Regions from separate parts of the Mus musculus genome. Here all the other regions are linked to region 2. The links are chromatin contacts, called in public Hi-C and capture Hi-C maps. All regions are on one chromosome and are shown on one strand. The core of a region is the stretch at or near the end of the contact, and the rest is flanking DNA. Distances in the headings are between cores, read along the strand shown.

Region 1 (2,700 bases), core at 64-2,563, 83 kb before region 2:
TCACTGGGGGACTGAAGGGACACTGTACCACTGTAGATTTGATACAAGATTTACATAAACACCATTGAAAAGGGAACTGTGTCTTGCCGTGCCTCTGACCCTCTTCCTATCCTGGAAGCTCATTTTATGGCTTGTGCTTCGAGGTGATTAGTCACAGGGCTAAGGATTCCACACAGATGTTCGGATCATGGTTTGGAAGCTGGGCTTAGTGACACGGAATGCACTCTCTGTGTGCTGCACCCTGGTTGCAGTTGGAAAAGCCTCCTGATATCAAACTTTAGAATAAAGCACCACCTTGTGGTCTAAAGCATTTATTAAAGTGGAAGAATTGAAGACCTGAACCTGGAAATGCTCCCTCAGCTGGTGGTAAGGAAGCCAGGATCCAAAAACAGAATCTCAGACTAAGCAGAAGCCCCCATGGGAACTTTCTATTGCTGCGGGAGACTTTTAGATCAGCTGATGGTGGCAAGCCTTTTTGTGGAGTGAGTCCCAGGTTTGGGTCATTAATTTACTTCACTCATCACACATCACGATCATTTAATCCTTTCAAAACCACAGCAAAATGGGCCCAATAACATCAATTTATAAGGGAAGAAACTGAGGCTGAGGTCACCAAATGATCCAATCACATATAAGCAGGGGGAAGGACTCGAAGGCAGGTGTCTCCAAATGACGACTCAGCTGACCCCAAGGTCAGCAGATAAGACCAAGATTAGAGACCATTCCTGGCTTCCCCCTAACCTGGGCTGCTAGAATCCTCGTTGGCACTTTCTGATAGGACTTGAAGTTGCCTGCTCTTCAACATTGCATTGACCAAGAAGGTTCCAGACTTACAGAGGGGCAATTCACTGGTACCCCACCACTTTTTGAGACAGTCTGAAGAGAGGAGAAAGTTCTTGTTTGGGGAGATGTGCAAGAGTACATGGGGCCATCATCATCTCATACGCAAACAAAACCAAAAAGTATTATTTGACAAATATTCACTGGGAGAGTTAGAGTGTTTATTCTAAGCAAGATAGATTCTTTAACAGGTAGTTATTTTATTTTATTATGTAGGCTGCTTAGGAAGAAGACTGGATATATCTGTCTGACTAACATGTAAGGTAAGCCATAGCAATCTGAGTCAATCCAAGGGACAGCTTGTACATTATATATCTTGTGACATTGCTCATATCCTTGGCTATGTCACTTTGCCAGTGGGATACCATTATGTCACTTGAGGGCCAGGAAACCCACGACAAGGATGGTGACACTGACACAGGGCCCATCGAAACGGATGGAAAGAGTGAGTCTCAGCTGTCTCAGTTCTAGTCCGTTCCACGCAGACTTCCTTTCTGTTCGCAACGGAGTCTGCTGCTAATTTTAGTAAGGAGATCACTTGCCTACAGTCAGTCTCATTTGATAACATTTCTAGGAACAATGGTTTGCAGGACTTGGAATCTACTTTTTCCAGAGGAGGCTAATTCACGGAGTTTAAGGAGGGATGAAGCTATATGGTAGGAAGTCCCCTGCCAGAGACCAAAAAAGAAAGTGAAAAGCTTTTCTAAAGTACATGAGAAGAGGAAGCATCTCGCATCACGTGGATTGCCTTCCTTTGGAAGAAAGGCTAGTATGTGAGAACTTTGGCCTAGTGTTTTTTTCAAAGCTGCTCTTGCCTTCTTTAATTCCTGTGCTTTTCTTTCCGGTCTCTTAGTTTAGTTTTCAAGTTTTTTCCTATTATTTTTTGTTATTATTATTTGTGTGTGGGCAGGGGATACACATGTGTGTGCATAGATTTGTGTGTGTGTCTGCAGGTGTCCTTGCCTGTGCATGTGTGTGGAGGCCACAGGTCAACAGCAGGTGTCTTCTGCACTCACTCACTCTCCACCTTTTGTTAGTTAGTTTTTGAGACAGGAGCTTGCTGGAACAGCTAGACTAGGAGTCAAAAAGGCCCCTCAGATCTGCCTGGCTTTCTAATCCCTCGCAGACAGGCCTGGGGTTACAGATACACATAGCTGTGCTTGGTTGTTTCCATGGGTTCGGGGGCTCTGAACTCAGGCAACAATCCCACCGAGTCATCTCCACATCCACAAGCAGGCTTTATCATTTTCGAAAGCAGGATTTCATAAAAATAATATTGTGTAAGTCTTTGTGAATATATTCTGCCTTTGGGGGTGACAGAAATGTTTCTTGACAAGTTTCTCACTGAATGGTAGAGAAGTACCCCTCATTCATTCTAGGGCCATAAAACTTATTTCTGAGCTTTAAACAGAAAGAAGGAAACTTCTCCTTCTGGGGATTGTGTGTGTGTGTGTGTGTGAGATAAATAGCATAATCGATTTTAATGCACACTTTATGATTCCAGTTAATGAGTATTTGCATGCCAGCTCCTAATTTAATAAACTAGATTTGCCTTTCTCAAAGTATGGCTTTTTATATAAATTTGCTTTCTCCAAAATGTTAGATAAGGAGGTTGGACTTGGGGTAGGAGCAGGTTCCAAAACCAGTAGCTCCTGCTGTGGGTGAACCCGGGAAGCTTCCTAAGTATGGTTCTTGGCTCAAAATAGAATGCTCCATTCTTAGATTATAAAGAGCTTTTCAGGTAGGTGACAGTTCTGAAAACGTGATAACAATGTAAATCATCTACCATTGTGGGAAAGCGAGGCAGAAACTTTAAAAAGTCAGTCACATCACACCCCCACTCAAGAACATACTAAACAG
Region 2 (2,700 bases), core at 81-2,580:
GAAGTTTCCAGAAGCAGTTCTGATATAGGATGCAAAACTTGCACCAGCAGAAGCTGGAGCTGTTGGCTGGTGGGGACTTGTGACTTTTATTGTCACTCAAGGTATCTAACACAAGTGTTCAAGCGAACAGTTTATTGATATGCTTGCATTCAGAAGACTTTTTCACAAACCCTTCAATGAGAATATCCTCTCCCCATATAGTCAAGTTAAACAATTTAAATAAATAACTTCTGTGTGTGTATATGTACATAGACACATGTCGTCCTAGCAATTTTCATTTTTTGTCTCCCAAAGTCTTTCAATGCAATAAAAGGTGGACAGATGAATCAAAAATGTTTCCTTCAACCTAAATCTTCCTAGTTCATTTTTAATAACTTAAATGATCCTTTTAGGTTATTTTTAATTTAAAAAGTATTATATTTTTATTAACTCTTTGAGAATTTCATACCCCAAAACAATGAAATTTGATCATATTCATCTTTTACTCTTCTTTCTAGCCCCTCACAGATCCATCCCAACCTTATCCCTCCCAGCCCGACTTCAGATCTTCTTTTGTTTTTTAAATAACACACTGATTCCAGTTTATACTGTCCAAATACTCATGGGTGTGAAGCATTCATTAAAGCATGGCCAATCTTCCAAGGATCCTGGTCTTAAAGAAAGCCGAGTCTCTTTCCCCTAGAAGCCTTCAGAGGATAGTAGCCCCTCAGCTGAGAGAAGGCTCACAAGCCCTTCCCCGTTCTGTTCTGGAATGCTGACTGGCTTGATCTTGTGCAGATCTGATGCCGCCAACCACAGCAGCTGCGAGTTCATGGAGTGTAGTGGTTCTGTCCTGTCTAGTGATGCTGCTTCAATCTGGTCCTTCTTGACCCCTGGCTGGAGGAGATTTTTCCATGGTCTGTTTTGCCATGCTCCCTGATCCTGGGCTGGAGAGGGCCTGGCTGATATAATATGATCTAGGTGTCTCAGTTTTGTGGCTGAGCACTTCACAGATACTTTCTATGCTCTTCTAGCTTACCTCCCCCTTTTTTATTTCTTCACATGTTGCCACCCCCCTCCCAATCTAGGGAGGTTTAATATTACCACTCAGTACTACCATAGTTTGGAAAGTTTTCAAAGACAGTTCAGCACACGGGGAGAGGTGTTTCCATCCAATGCATACTGGGACTTAAACTCCACCCTGCTCTATCTGTTGTGAGTAGGGTTTCCTGGCTGACCATGTAAGTCAAAAGAGGAACTCAATCTCTAGTGAAGTCAGACTGTGTCAGAAGGAAGGAATACAGTGCACAGTGACTCTTCTCAGTGGAGCTGAAGGACAAGGCATGGCCCAGCCATGACTCATGGCACAAACTATGCAAGGAGGCACTACGGGACCTTTCTTCAGCAGGCAGTCCCTTCCCCCAAGGGGTGGGGGTGGGGTGCATGATTCTAAATATGGGAAGTAAAATTCCTGTGTAAAAAGGACAGATCTTTGTACATCATTGTCTACCTACTGTCATGGACCACGGGTGACTAGTTTCCCCTTTACTTTTGTTTATTCATAACATCTAGATTTAGGAATGTTGGCTGGCGTCTTTAACAGAAAACAAAACTCAGACTGACCTGTCTCCTATTAAAAATTCTGTTCTCCCCAAAGGGATATTCTTTGCTCTTTAGCTCAACAGATTATGGGTGTTCCTCTTTTGAGTTATTACTAGGCAAGATTGCCAAGGGACTTTACCTCTCTCTTTGGCTTGTCTGTGTCAAGGACACAGGGAGGACAAAGAGGGGGTGGGAGCCCTCCCCCACAAGCTAGAAGGTAACCTCTTCACATCACCACTCTGGAGGTGGCTCTGATTTCTGCCTCTTCTGTTTGTATTCCCCCTGGGGGCAAGACATCTCCAGGGAGTTTGTCTATCACTTTCTGGGTGGTAGGAGCCCTGCCAGCTCACAGTGGGAGACTCACAGGCGTGGTGGGACCTTGTCAACATCCTGAGGGTGCTCAAGCAAGGGCTTCCTCATTAAGTCTTTGTTTCAGAACCCAGGCATCTCATTAGGGTTTTTCTGTTGGAATTACAAGTATTTTTTTAAGTGGCTTAAAACAAAACAACAAAACAAAACAGGAACTGGGTGACAAGGTGGCAGTTTAAAACATATTGTAACCATTGAGACCTAGGAGAAAATATTAGAAACTTCCCACATCCCATGGAAGGAGTTACAGAAACAAAGTATGGAGCTGAGATGAAAGGATGGACCATGTAGAGACTGCCATATCCAGGGATCCACCCCATAATCAGCTTCCAAATGCTGACACCATTGCATACACTAGCAAGATTTTACTGAAAGGACCCAGATGTAGCTGTCTCTTGTGAGACTATGCCGGGGCCTAGCAAACACAGAAGTGGATGCTCACAGTCAGCTAATGGATGGATCACAGGGCTCCCAATGGAGGAGCTAGAGAAAGTACCCAAGGAGCTAAAGGGAACTTCAACCCTATAGGTGGAACAACATTATGAACTAACCAGTACCCCTGAGCTCTTGACTCTAGCTGCATATGTATCAAAAGATGGCCTAGTCGGCCATCACTGGAAAGAGAGGCCCATTGGACACGCAGACTTTGTGTGCCCCGGTACAGGGGAACGCCAGGGCCAAAGGGGGGGAGTGGGTGGGTAGGGGAGTGGGGGTGGGTGGGTAAGGGGGACTTTTGGTATAGCATTGGAA
Region 3 (2,700 bases), core at 38-2,537, 70 kb after region 2:
AGAGTCTAGGTCAAGTCCATCTTCCTCTATTGTGTTTGCACAGGATAGGTAGTGAATGGTGGTCAATTAAATAATCTGATAGAATCAACTAGTAAATGAAAAATTGAATTAAAAATAAATATCAAAGAGACAATCCCCGTTCTTCAATGACATGACTGCTACACTATGAAACAACAGCATGAACACAGAGAGAAAGATGTAGAAAAGCCAACTCAGGCGAGTTCACACGAAGTTCGACAGTGACGAGGCTCGGTGGCAGAAGTTAGTTCCCTTTGACCCATGTATTGAAAATGAGTAGGTGCTCAAAACTAGACAAATGCAGGAACTGTGCACGGTAGGGCATTTACAGGAGTAGAGACCTATGAGTGAAGCTGTGTTGGATGAGTTCTTTGGAAAGGGAGGAGATCATCCCACCTTTGTAGAGAAAGTAAAGGGTAGAGCTGAGAATTGGTAGTGGATTGCCTCAAAACCGCCACAGAGGTGGGGGATCTACTTTAATGCAGCCATTGTTTGATTCCTGTACTTGAGCAAAGGCAAGAATGTTCACTTTGGAGGACCAGGTCTCGACCCAACAAGTCAGTAGAGACAGAATAAGTTGCCAAAACTTCATTCACACACACACACACACACACACACACACACACACACACACACCACACACACACACACACACACATACACACACACACACACACACACACACCACACATACACACACACACATTGGGAAGTCAATCACCCCTTATGTGCTTCTGTAGATGTATGTAACTTGTGTCTTGCCTGGGATTTGTAAGTATTTGGTGACTGAATGGAGCCCCTGATTTGACAGTTCAACATTGCCTGCAGGGGAAAAAAGACTAATTTTTTTTTTTGACATTTCAAGGTTTCCTTGTCCACCTGTCGTCACACACGTTTCCAGCTGTCTACTGGTCTTTCTATGCTAAAACTCTACAAGGACGATTGGCTCTCCTGAACTGGACATTTCCTTCATTCTGAGTGCCTTTACAGGGATCTTGGCCCAGAAATTCCGAAGTTGAACACAAAGGGAAATAGTTAGATAGTCTTTGCTTCTACAGTGGCACTGGCGTATTTGTGGTAACTTTGGAAAGGACCGTACAATTGCAAAGCGATCTCTCCGTGCCAGTCCAGACTCAGGCTATCTAAGCAAGTCTGTCCAGGCTTTCTTATGAAAACTTCCCAAGGAAGTTACCTCACTACCCTCCTTACCAAGGTCTCCCAGCTTCAGAGGGTTTGAGGACAGAAGCTCTGCGGTCATAGTCTGGGTCAAGACTGCAAATCTTGACAACCGTCTGGGAATATGCTGCTGGCCCGAGGCAGCATGAGTCAGTTATCAGGAGTCCAGGTAGTCAAAGCAAAACACCCACAACACATGCATTCACTGCAGGGCAGAACAGGGGGTTGAAGCAGAGTCCCACAGAGGTTAGGTATTGAGACAGTAAGTATCTGAGGACTAGGCAAAGAAAACACTGAGAGAGGGAAAAAAGCCAAATGAAGTTATCTATACATAGGTGGCCAATGTGTTCCTTGATGTGAACTTTAGCTTGCAAAAGAAGGATCCATAAGTTCAGCACTGGCCAGCCTGAAACAGCAAATGTGGGCAAAGGAATTGAACTTAGCACATCCTTCCACGCAGAGAACTTCAGCAGAAGTGTGGAAATGATAGCCTTTCATGGACCTCGCCTGTAGGCACGTTCCTCTCGTTCACACCTCTAAGCTGCCAGTCATGAAACGTTCAGAGTCTTCTATGGGAGCTGTTCTCTAACTACAGGGCACCCACTGGCTGTCCAAGGTAAGTGTGGCTGAAGAGATCAGCAGGCCATGGGGGGAGGGACAGATGATGCTCTTCAGCAAAGCAAAGCTCTCGATCCAACCTCTCAGGCTAGATGTCTTCAAGTTTACATTAAACCCAAGGTGAATTCCTCCTGAGAACTAACATTCCTGTTGTGGCACAAACATTAGAAGAGTCTGGTCACACACTATTGAAATACCATGTATCTTTATAATCTTTACTTAAGACTTTATAAGCCATAATTCTCCACTTTGCCAAGAAATTAAGTGGTTATCTGTTGATTCTTGCCACTTTCATAAAAGGGAATAACATGGTGATAAATTTCTGTGTGGTCTTTGTTCATTTTAACACTCATTAAAAAGCAAGAGCCTTAGTTTTGGTGTATGCTTTAGTGAGATGAAAAATGATATCAAGGTTAAGGAGTATGATAACTTACTCTGGTTTAGTTTCATTTTGTTTTTAAAAAATGCCTGAAAAATGCTTGCCTCATGATAGAGCCCACAGAAAATGCCAATAATTGTCACTGTGGAGGCTACCAGTTGCCAGTCCATGGAGATAATAACCCTTTCATGTAAATCGAGTGTAGATGCATGTCTATACAAAAATTAAGATGCAAACATTGAATTATTATATAAAACCCAAAACAAAAATAACAAACTTCTCTCTACTCTAACCATTAAATATAACTCACAAAAAAACCTTATCAATTATTTCACCATAAGAGAGATTCCTATACAATTACAGGCATTTTCCTTTACAGTGTGTGGCTTAGTTCTTGTTTGTGAGTGGAAAGGCATGAAGCCTTTCTGTATTAAGCCTTCCATGTTCCTCTTTGTGACAGAGATAGATGGTGAGCCTTCTACAAATGAACTTTGTGGTCAGCAGAGCAT

What was found. Hi-C and Micro-C count contacts between places; a contact is called where the count stands out from the background. Capture Hi-C pulls out chosen DNA fragments and counts their contacts.
Region 1: a capture Hi-C map of bone marrow-derived macrophages shows a contact between it and region 2, with 4 times the contacts expected there. The contact joins two enhancer-like sites. A contact is called at or near these places in 1 of 484 Hi-C or Micro-C datasets (macrophages), 2 of 115 datasets of contacts at active chromatin or transcription factors (embryonic stem cells and microglia) and 1 of 9 other capture datasets (bone marrow-derived macrophages).
Region 3: a Hi-C map of granulosa cells shows a contact between it and region 2, with 1.6 times the contacts expected there. The contact joins two enhancer-like sites. A contact is called at or near these places in 7 of 484 Hi-C or Micro-C datasets (the AML12 cell line, bone marrow-derived macrophages, conventional dendritic cells and 4 more), 2 of 115 datasets of contacts at active chromatin or transcription factors (bone marrow-derived dendritic cells and embryonic stem cells) and 1 of 9 other capture datasets (bone marrow-derived macrophages).

The regions. Positions count from the first base shown.
Region 1 is chr13:42,244,643-42,247,342 of GRCm38.p6, forward strand. No RefSeq gene overlaps it. Among named protein-coding and RNA genes, the nearest start is that of Edn1, 55 kb to the right of the region's middle. Within about 2 kb of position 1,314, at least 78 of the 459 cell types and tissues checked have an H3K27ac peak or open chromatin away from gene starts, as enhancers often do. A contact at or near this core is called in bone marrow-derived macrophages and macrophages, where this site is marked.
Region 2 is chr13:42,327,436-42,330,135 of GRCm38.p6, forward strand. No RefSeq gene overlaps it. Among named protein-coding and RNA genes, the nearest start is that of Edn1, 27 kb to the left of the region's middle. Within about 2 kb of position 1,331, at least 97 of the 459 cell types and tissues checked have an H3K27ac peak or open chromatin away from gene starts, as enhancers often do. A contact at or near this core is called in bone marrow-derived macrophages, granulosa cells and macrophages, where this site is marked.
Region 3 is chr13:42,397,149-42,399,848 of GRCm38.p6, forward strand. All of the region lies in intron 1 of Gm32833 (a long non-coding RNA gene), which reads right to left. Among named protein-coding and RNA genes, the nearest start is that of Gm32833, 4.9 kb to the right of the region's middle. Within about 2 kb of position 1,288, at least 2 of the 459 cell types and tissues checked have an H3K27ac peak or open chromatin away from gene starts, as enhancers often do. A contact at or near this core is called in granulosa cells, where this site is marked.